2 separate regions of the Mus musculus genome follow, and region 2 is linked to region 1. A link is a contact called in public HiChIP or PLAC-seq data. All regions are on one chromosome and are shown on one strand. The core of a region is the stretch at or near the end of the contact, and the rest is flanking DNA. Distances in the headings are between cores, read along the strand shown. Region 1 holds the start of Anxa3 (annexin A3). Region 2 overlaps Prkg2 (protein kinase, cGMP-dependent, type II).

Region 1 (4,133 bases), core at 1,304-3,803:
GTCTCCAGTGTGGATTCAGAAATACAAACTGTTCCCACCCATCCTGGCAACAAAATATTCTAAAACTTCAGTGGCAGTTCAGGGCCAAAGATGGACCTGAAACCACATTAATAGTCACTGGAAGTATTTAGCCCTAATGTTTGCTCATTCTCTGAAACTTCTGTGTTCTCTTTTTTTTTCTTCTTTTTCTTTTTTGTTTTGTTTTGTTTTGTTTTGGGGGGGGGGGGCAGAGGTGAGACAGGGTTTCTCTGTGTATCCCTGGCTGTCCTGGAACTCATTCTGTAGACCAGGCTGGCCTCAAACTCAGAAATCCACCTGCCTCTGCCTCCCAAGTGCTGGGATTAAAGGTGTGCGCCACCACTGCTCCCCTGGCCTGTCCTCTCTAATTAAAGGGTCTGACCCTCTATCTCTCTCCAGACTATACAGTGGATACAGGATAAGGTTGCTTCTTGTCACGTACAACAGGCCTTCCCATTTTGGTCCCGAATGCAGCTGTGTTCAGAGCTGAGGAGTTTCATAAGCAACTGGATCAGGAATGGTCACTTTAACCTCAACAATAGATCAATCCATTGATGGTGTCCTAATTTAATGGGAAACAGTGGAAGCTTAAGGGGTAAGACTCCCTAAAGAGAGCAGATCCCTTAGGAGCGGCCTCAGAGCTCCCTGTATTCTCCCTGGCACTGCCCACACTTGGTCTCTGCGTCTTGGCGGCCATGAGGTGGGGTATTCTCCTCTGCCAGGGACTCTGTTATGAGCATGTCCTGCCTCACGTTGAATGATTAGCAACGGAGCCAGCTGACCTGACCTGGGCTAAAATCTCTAAAACCATGAGCTAAAAAGACATCTTTCTTCCTTTTAAATTCTTCCTCTCAGATGTTCTGTCACACAGACAAAATGCTAACACATCTCTTAATTCGAGACCTAATTTGAGTCAGGATTTCCTCATGTGTAAAATAGGGAGATGGCTGTTTCTATTGCTGGGAGGAAATAAGATAGATTATGCTGTCAGCCAGCATCTTGTGTTTTTACTAGGTGTCAGGTGACAGGCAAAGTGTTAGAAAGTGAGCTCTCAAAGCTGGGGATTTGTGCAATGTTTATTCACTGGTGTATATGAAAAAAAAAAAACTGTATTCAATGATTTAAACATAAGCCTCAGAATAACCTAGTTAGTGAGAGAGACATCATTAACAGCACAGGAAGATGCTGGAGGCACAGGAAGCAATAGTGAAATCCCCACCATACAGCTATTGGGTCGACCCGACTGAACCCAGGCATCTAGATTGCAAAGGAATGAACCGTTAATCCCCAAGCCCTGTGGCCCCGGACCCAAACTGATGCTTGACATTTGTTGATCCAATATAATGTGGAAATTTCTAAGAAGTATTATCAAGCCATCCTTTAAGCTTGTAAAAAGTAGAGAATTACTCCATAGTGCAAGCCAAGTGATCTAACAATAGAGCTTTAAACACATCCTTCCTGAAGGGGATTACAGCAGCTACATTTTCTTGTACTTCCTCCTGCTGGCATTTCTACCGATTTCTCAACACCAACAGATCTGCGGACAGTGGTCTGATCTTCGTTTGAGTTTAAAAGTACCTTTCTAGGCAGTTTGAAACTTCCACCTTCAGGAAAACCAGTAATGATTCTTCATAGAATAACCTTTTAGTCTGCTTTTTATGATGTTGGTGAGGAGTAGAAACTGAAGTTCTCTCGGGGGCAGGAACCTCTTCTCTTTAACGCACCTCCTGGGGAAGAATTTTGCCCCGGCTGCTCAACTTTCTATTGGCACAGGACCCAGAACTTCTATATATGGCTATTTGCAATCACAAACCACATACCTCTACCTCGATACCTCACCTGCTGACTCAAGAAGCAGGGGAGGTGATTCATGTCTAGTGAATAGAATTCTGTTGCAATCAAAGAAAACGGTGTCTTTTAAAAGAGAAAACCGAAGTTCCCCAACTCTCAAAGTCCAATACATCTTTCTCCTACCTATACAAAGTAAAGCTAAAAGACACTTGGAGGGGAGAAAGATCTCTCATGGGAGCCTTAGGAAAAAAGTTCTCAGCACAGAACTCTGAGCAGGGGCAGGAGACCTTCCTCTAACCCTTCTTCTTTTAAATGTTTCCGAGACATTTAGGAATGAGCAGTCCCCTGGATGTGAGCTTGGGCTGCAAGACCCTAAGTTTGATAACTTACTCAGCTCGGCCCTTGTGCCCCCCAGGTCAAGTCTCTTCTATTTCCATAGAAGGGAAGAGGGCTTGGGGGAAGGGAGGGGAGGGAACAGCCCCAGGAGCAAGCTGCGCTCACGACCTGGGACTCCGCGGGAACCTGATGTTCCGTGGTTGTAGAGGGGCGGGCATGGGAAACTTACCCTTGGGGCCGCGGAGGCGAAGCCCAGGCAGAAGCTCAGCGAAGGTGAAAGATCAGCCTCGGCCGGCCGTAGCTCCCGGCTAGCCTGGGTGGCAACCCAGACCGCACCCTTCCTCAGCCCCTCCTCCTGTTTCTACTCACGGACTGCCCAGGACCGGCTTGCAAGTGGCTCTTGGATCCAGGATCCTCTCTGCTCCAGTCGTGACCTACCCACCACGCCCCCCTCGCAAGCCCTCCCCTTCCCCTGTCTCCCTCACATCCTCCTCCAGCTTCCTCCAAACCCAAACCCTTTCCTCTGTCTTCTTTCTTTTCACTTTTCTCACCCCCCGCCCATCCCCCGCCCACCCCCACTCCCACCCCCTCCTTTTAGGGCTTGGCTCATTTTCTAGACAGCATGGATTCAGAGTTGACAGTCCTCACAGGTACCTATACTAAGTATGGCTTACTTACCTAGAGGGTCCTTCGAGTCAGGCACTGGTCTAAACCCCGCATGATAACCAAACTACAAGACAGATGCGATTGTACTCATTTTACAAGGAGTCACAGAGGCAAGGGAGGTCAAATCATACAGAAAGAACGGCAGAGCTAGATTTTGAGTTTATGAGTCTGAGGAGTGTCTCTGCTTGGCCTTTTGACTCTAAAGGGAGGATTAGAGCTCAGAGAAGCACCAGTGTTTGTGTTTTGAGCCCTCAGAACCACAGGTAAGTCACGGAGGATAAACATTAAATTCCCACTAAAATGGCCAGTTTTGTGTCAGCTCCCCACAAACTAGAACCCTTAATTGAGAAAGTGACTCCCATAAAATGAGGTTTAGGCAAGCCTTTAGGACTCTGTTTCCTTAATTAGCGTTTGAGGTGGGAGGACCCAGACCATTGTGGGCGGTGCTATCCCTGGGCTGCTGGTCCTTGTATGCCTTTAAGGACTGATCAAGTCCTAGAGAGCAAAATAGACAGCATTCTTCCCTTGGCCTTTGCGCAAGCTCCTGCTTCCGGTTCCAGGGTCCCTCTAGGTTCCTGCCCTGACTTCTTTCAATGGCAGGGTGTGCTGCGGACGCATAAACTGAAACAAACTCGTTCCTTCCTCCTCAAGTTTCTTTTCGCCACGATGTTTTACCCCAGCAATAGAAACCTAAAGACATCCACTTAATATCGGGTAGTGTCTGTGAAAGAAGATAGGTGGAAAAGCCACTAATTATCAGACATTGAAGTTAGTGGACTATGTCATCTGTTTACTTTTACATTCTTCAGGTTGTTTCTAGGACACAGAAGTTTTTATTAAAGCCTGTGGAACAGAGGGGCTAGGGGAATATCTCAGAGGGTAAAAAGTTTGTAAAAAACGAGGTCCTAAGTTTGAATCCTCAGGACCCATGTAAAATTTGGTATTAATCTGTGTTTTGGAGCTGGCTGGCAAACCAGCTTAACCAATGGTAAGTTCCTGGTTCTGTGTGAGACTCTGTCAAGGGAATAAGGCAGACAGCAACACTGGAAGACATACTGCTCTGGTTTCTGCATGCTCAGACACACACAACAAACGCATGTGCATATACACCCCACTACCACTATCACCACCACCACCACCACCACCACCACCACCACCATCACCACCACAACCTCCAGCATCACCACAACCTCCAGCATCACCATCATTACCCTCATCATCACCGTCATCATCACCACCACCACCACCACAAAACATAAAGATGTACAGAAGAGGAAGCAAGTGTAGACAAACTGAGTGAGCAGGTCAAGTAAGTGGATGTG
Region 2 (4,278 bases), core at 1,776-4,275, 2.2 Mb before region 1:
AATTTAGCTAGAGTCTGCCATCTTCCCCAGATGTCATTAACCATAAATGCTAAGAGAAGGCTACAATGCTGAATTTAAAATTTAAATCCCCTGACAGCTCCTTTACAAGGTGCTAATGAACAGAACCAAGACACAGCATGGGCTTCAGCGGTTAAGAGTGGCTTGTCATCTGCAGAGAGATAAAAAGCTGGGACTAATGAATCTGCAGGCCTAAATATTTAACACAGGACAGTGCGCGCGTTCACACACAAACGTGTACACACACACACACACACACACACACACACACACACACACACGCGTGCGCGCGCGCGCGCGCGCGCGCGCGCGTGTACATGCAATACAAGGTAGTCCACATTCGTAATATACTTCACTGCTTACCAAGCACACATACACATAACCTTGTTTAGTTTTCAAACACACATGAGGAAGGTAAGATAGGAATTTTCATTATTATTTTATGATTCAAATGTTTTTGATTATTTTATGATTTAAATTTTACAAGTTAGACAACTAGGTCACAAGACTATCTGCCTGAGATCAGTAACTTGATTCCAGTTCCCCTGGCTCTGTCTGTGACGTACTTTCTGTGACACACGTATGATTTATGACTCTTTATAGCCAACTGTGATCAACATTAGTTTCAGAGACATTTGCACTAAGAATTGTGTAATCAGTCCTACGATGAATCCATTTGGGGCAGTAAATGTCAACATACACATGTTCTTTTTGCAACAATAAGGACCTAAATAGGGATTTGCACGTTCTAAAGATGCAGTCCACCACTGAGCTGTGTTCTACTTAATTGTCTTAAGTGCTGCAAGCCTCAATATTAAATAAAAAATGTGAAAACACCCATGGTTCACATCTTTGTCCACACACACACTGGGGAAACAGATTTGAAAATCTGCATTTTAGCTGAATCATTATTAACAATGTTCAGATAGTCATGATGGAAGAGTGAGATGGAAGGATGGAATTTTCCAGGTAGTCATGGAGAAGAGCAGATTGTTTAAGGTGTGCGAACCCTGTGTTGTTTCCAATATTTATTCCTTCATCTTAGAGATGTCTAAGGGAATGTTACTGGCATGGTGGTTCTTGGAGCTTCTGGAAAATACATGTGGATCTTTGTCACCTGAGAAATGTGTCATGCAGAACAGCAAAATAAATTGGGGAAATAACAGAGGGAGAGAAGGGACAGCAACTTGGAATTGCTAAGGGGGCCTCAAACCATCATAAAGAAGTTAGGGAGATATTTTGCCAGGCATTTTCAGGGCAGAAGAAAGTCCATTTTTAATTCTCTGATCCAGTGTTTCAGGTTGTCAGGGAAAGAACACCATGAGAATCATAACAAGGCTGTAAATATGCTCGTGCATGCATCTCTGTGTATTGAAGATGCCAAACCAATGGCTTTGCCTCTGGCTTCATTTTCTTCACAGTGGAATCAGAGGTTACTTGAAACTCAATGCATTACCTTTGCTCTAAGGCTTTATTATTTTATTTTATTGTGCCAAAGGTGAGGACAGTTGGTTTCCAAGTAGTACAGCCATAGTTGCTAAACAACAGAGTAATTAGGTGTTTTTTAATCTTCAAATTTTAAATGGTGTACTAGCCCAGACATGAAAATGTTTTAGGAATCAAAGTGATAAACAAATTAAAATGTTGCCCCACTTTGGTGGCTACATCTAAACCCCACTAGTCTTTGAAGTATTCTCTTCGGTGCTTTACAGGCCCTGCCTCTCCCTCCTCATCTTACCGTGATAGCCCCATCTCTGTACTCATTTCTGAGTTTTCTCATTTTCCTGATAGTTACATTGAACCAGTCAGTCCTTGACCTCTTTTCCACCTAACACTTACTGCGTCATATCCTCAAGTCCTACAACCATAAACCTTATGAGATGATGAGATGGACCAAGTTAATCTTCCTAGTGTTTCTCTTCAATGTTAGGCCCATAAACCCAATGGCCTGCCTCTCAGGTCCACATGGCTCTGCAACATAGCCAGGGTCCTTTCCCCGGTGACTAGCTGCAGCAACACTGAGTCAGGTGACTTTCCATTGCTGTGACCAAATACCTGAGGTCACTTAGAAGTAAGAAAAGATGTATTCTGGTTCCTTGTTTCAGTCTATGAATCACTGACCCTGTAGATTTGGGAACATGGCACGTTATGACAGAGCATGCGGCAAATGATGTCTGTCACTATGAGGTGGCCAGAACACAAAGAGGAAGAGACGAACATCTCAATATTCCAGTTAAGGTCCTTTCTCCAATGGCCTTTCTTCTGGCCTCATTCCGAAAAGTTCCTGTTACGTCTCCATTATGACACAGCTTGGGGACCGGGGCCTCTGGGGACTAGCCTAGACCCAAATTATAGCACTTGCCTCGTCCCTAGTTTGTCCATCTTAGGGAAAATAGTTCTATTCAGTGGGCACCGTGGCCAGGAATCATTCTTGAATTTCTTTTCTCTCTTCCCCACCACATTCACTACGTTGGCAAATCCTGTTAGTTTTATCATTAGTCTTAGGCCAGGCTATATCACAAAATTCTATAGGCTGGTGACTTTTTTTAAAGCTCATTTATTTCTTGCAGTTTGGGAGGCTGGAAGCCTCAGCAAAAAGTTGAGCTCTAGTGAGGACTCCCTTTTAGTTGTAGACTTATAGGATCCTCGCTAGGAAAAAGATGGCCAGCCAGACTCCTGTCTTAGAAGGTCACCAATCCTATTCATTGATAGGCACACTCTCAACCTAATTAACTTTATAAAATCCCATCACTTCAAGATTATGGTTCCAACATATAAATCTGACAAAGAGACATAATTAGTACAGTCCATGGACTAGATAGAGCCACGTCTCTTTCAATATCTTCAGCACAGCTTCCCACCGCCAGCCTGCCAGCCTCACCCCATACTGGACTTTATTTCTTGTATTAAAAAAGATGACTCAAGTTGCTGTAAGTTCTACCACTGACTCAGATCCATGCCCAGATCTTCACTGTAGCCCACGGGATACACAGGATGCTGTGGTAATCTCTCAGCGTCCCTGGAAGCTTACTCATTCTACCATTTACTGCCCACTCCTGCCCACTCCCGACACATTCCTTTGTACTTCCTGTCTCAGAACTCAGTGATCTCAAACAAGACAACTCTGTGTCTCATTGGCTCCCTCTGTCCATTCAGACTTCTCCTTTGTCAGCGTAGAAAGGAGGCTTTTCCTACTCACCTTCTTACACACACACACACACACACACACACAAGAAAATCACACCCCCTCCCTTTCTGTCTTCTCCTTTTAGGGGTTATTTAAGTGATGGGAAATTGATTAAAGGCTTTCCACAATATACCCCAATTTGTTGTAAAGTAACTAAGAGGGAGGGTCAGAGAACAGAACCGGAGTGGAAAGAGAAGTAGGAAAAGAGGAGCCCCACAAGACTCTCTCTGAAGTGCGTCTTATTTTGTGTCTTCTCCAGCCCTCCCTTTTCTGGGATAGACCAAATGATGACCTACAATTTGATTCTCAAGGGAATCGAGAAAATGGATTTCCCCAGAAAGATAACAAGGCGCCCTGAGGATTTGATCCGGAGGCTTTGCAGGTGAGAATGACCATGGGCCACAGAGGAAGTGTGAAGGCTTCTGCTCCCCGTGCAATGCGGAGATGTTTTGCAATTACGTTTGTGCGTTCAGTACTTGGACATCTTATGTTGCTGTTGTAACTGAAGAAAGTTTTTAAGTTAAATATTTTTGAAAATATTTTTGCATGTGTATTTGTGCACGGGTGCATGCCTGGTGCCTTCAGAGGCTAGGCGATGTCATCATATCTAGAACTGGAGTTATAGACTGTTGTGAGTTGTCGTGTAGATGCTGGGGACCCATTACAGGTCCTCAGGAGAAACAGCAAATTCCCCTGACCATGGAGCTGAGCTGTGTCTCCAGCTCCCTAGTAGTCTTCTTTCCTTTTTGTTTTTTAACAGAGTTCAAGAAAAGATTTTTATTTATTTTTATTTTGTGTTTATAGGTATTTTACCTGTATGCATGTCTGTGCACCATGTGCATGTCCATAGAAATTAAAAAAGGGCATTGTTGTGTCTCCTGGGGCTGGAGTTAGAGACAGCTGTGAGTGCTCTACAGGTGCTTGGACTTGAACTTGAGTCCTCTGGAAGAATAGTCAATGTTTTCACCCACTGAGCTATCTCTCCAGCCCCTTCGTAGTCTTTAAGAAAATGTACTTTTCCAGTCTTCTTTTAAATTATTTCAGCCTTTGACTTACTATCGAAAACATCAATT

The links. HiChIP or PLAC-seq counts read pairs in DNA pulled down with a chosen protein or histone mark.
Region 2: an H3K27ac HiChIP or PLAC-seq map of the NIH/3T3 cell line shows a contact between it and region 1, with 5 times the contacts expected there. The contact joins the enhancer-like site here to the promoter of Anxa3 in region 1. A contact is called at or near these places in 3 of 39 promoter capture datasets (the 3T3-L1 cell line and the C10 cell line), 1 of 484 Hi-C or Micro-C datasets (the C2C12 cell line) and 1 of 115 datasets of contacts at active chromatin or transcription factors (the NIH/3T3 cell line).

What each region holds. Positions count from the first base shown.
Region 1 is chr5:96,791,805-96,795,937 of GRCm38.p6, reverse strand. It overlaps Anxa3 (annexin A3), which reads right to left and starts at 2,553. Exons shown (of 13, transcript NM_013470.2): 1 at 2,375-2,553.
Region 2 is chr5:98,942,723-98,947,000 of GRCm38.p6, reverse strand. It overlaps Prkg2 (protein kinase, cGMP-dependent, type II), which reads left to right. Exons shown (of 19, transcript NM_008926.4): 16 at 3,465-3,587. Among named protein-coding and RNA genes, the nearest start is that of Gm42123, 54 kb to the right of the region's middle. Within about 2 kb of position 3,025, at least 46 of the 459 cell types and tissues checked have an H3K27ac peak or open chromatin away from gene starts, as enhancers often do. A contact at or near this core is called in the C2C12 cell line and the NIH/3T3 cell line, where this site is marked.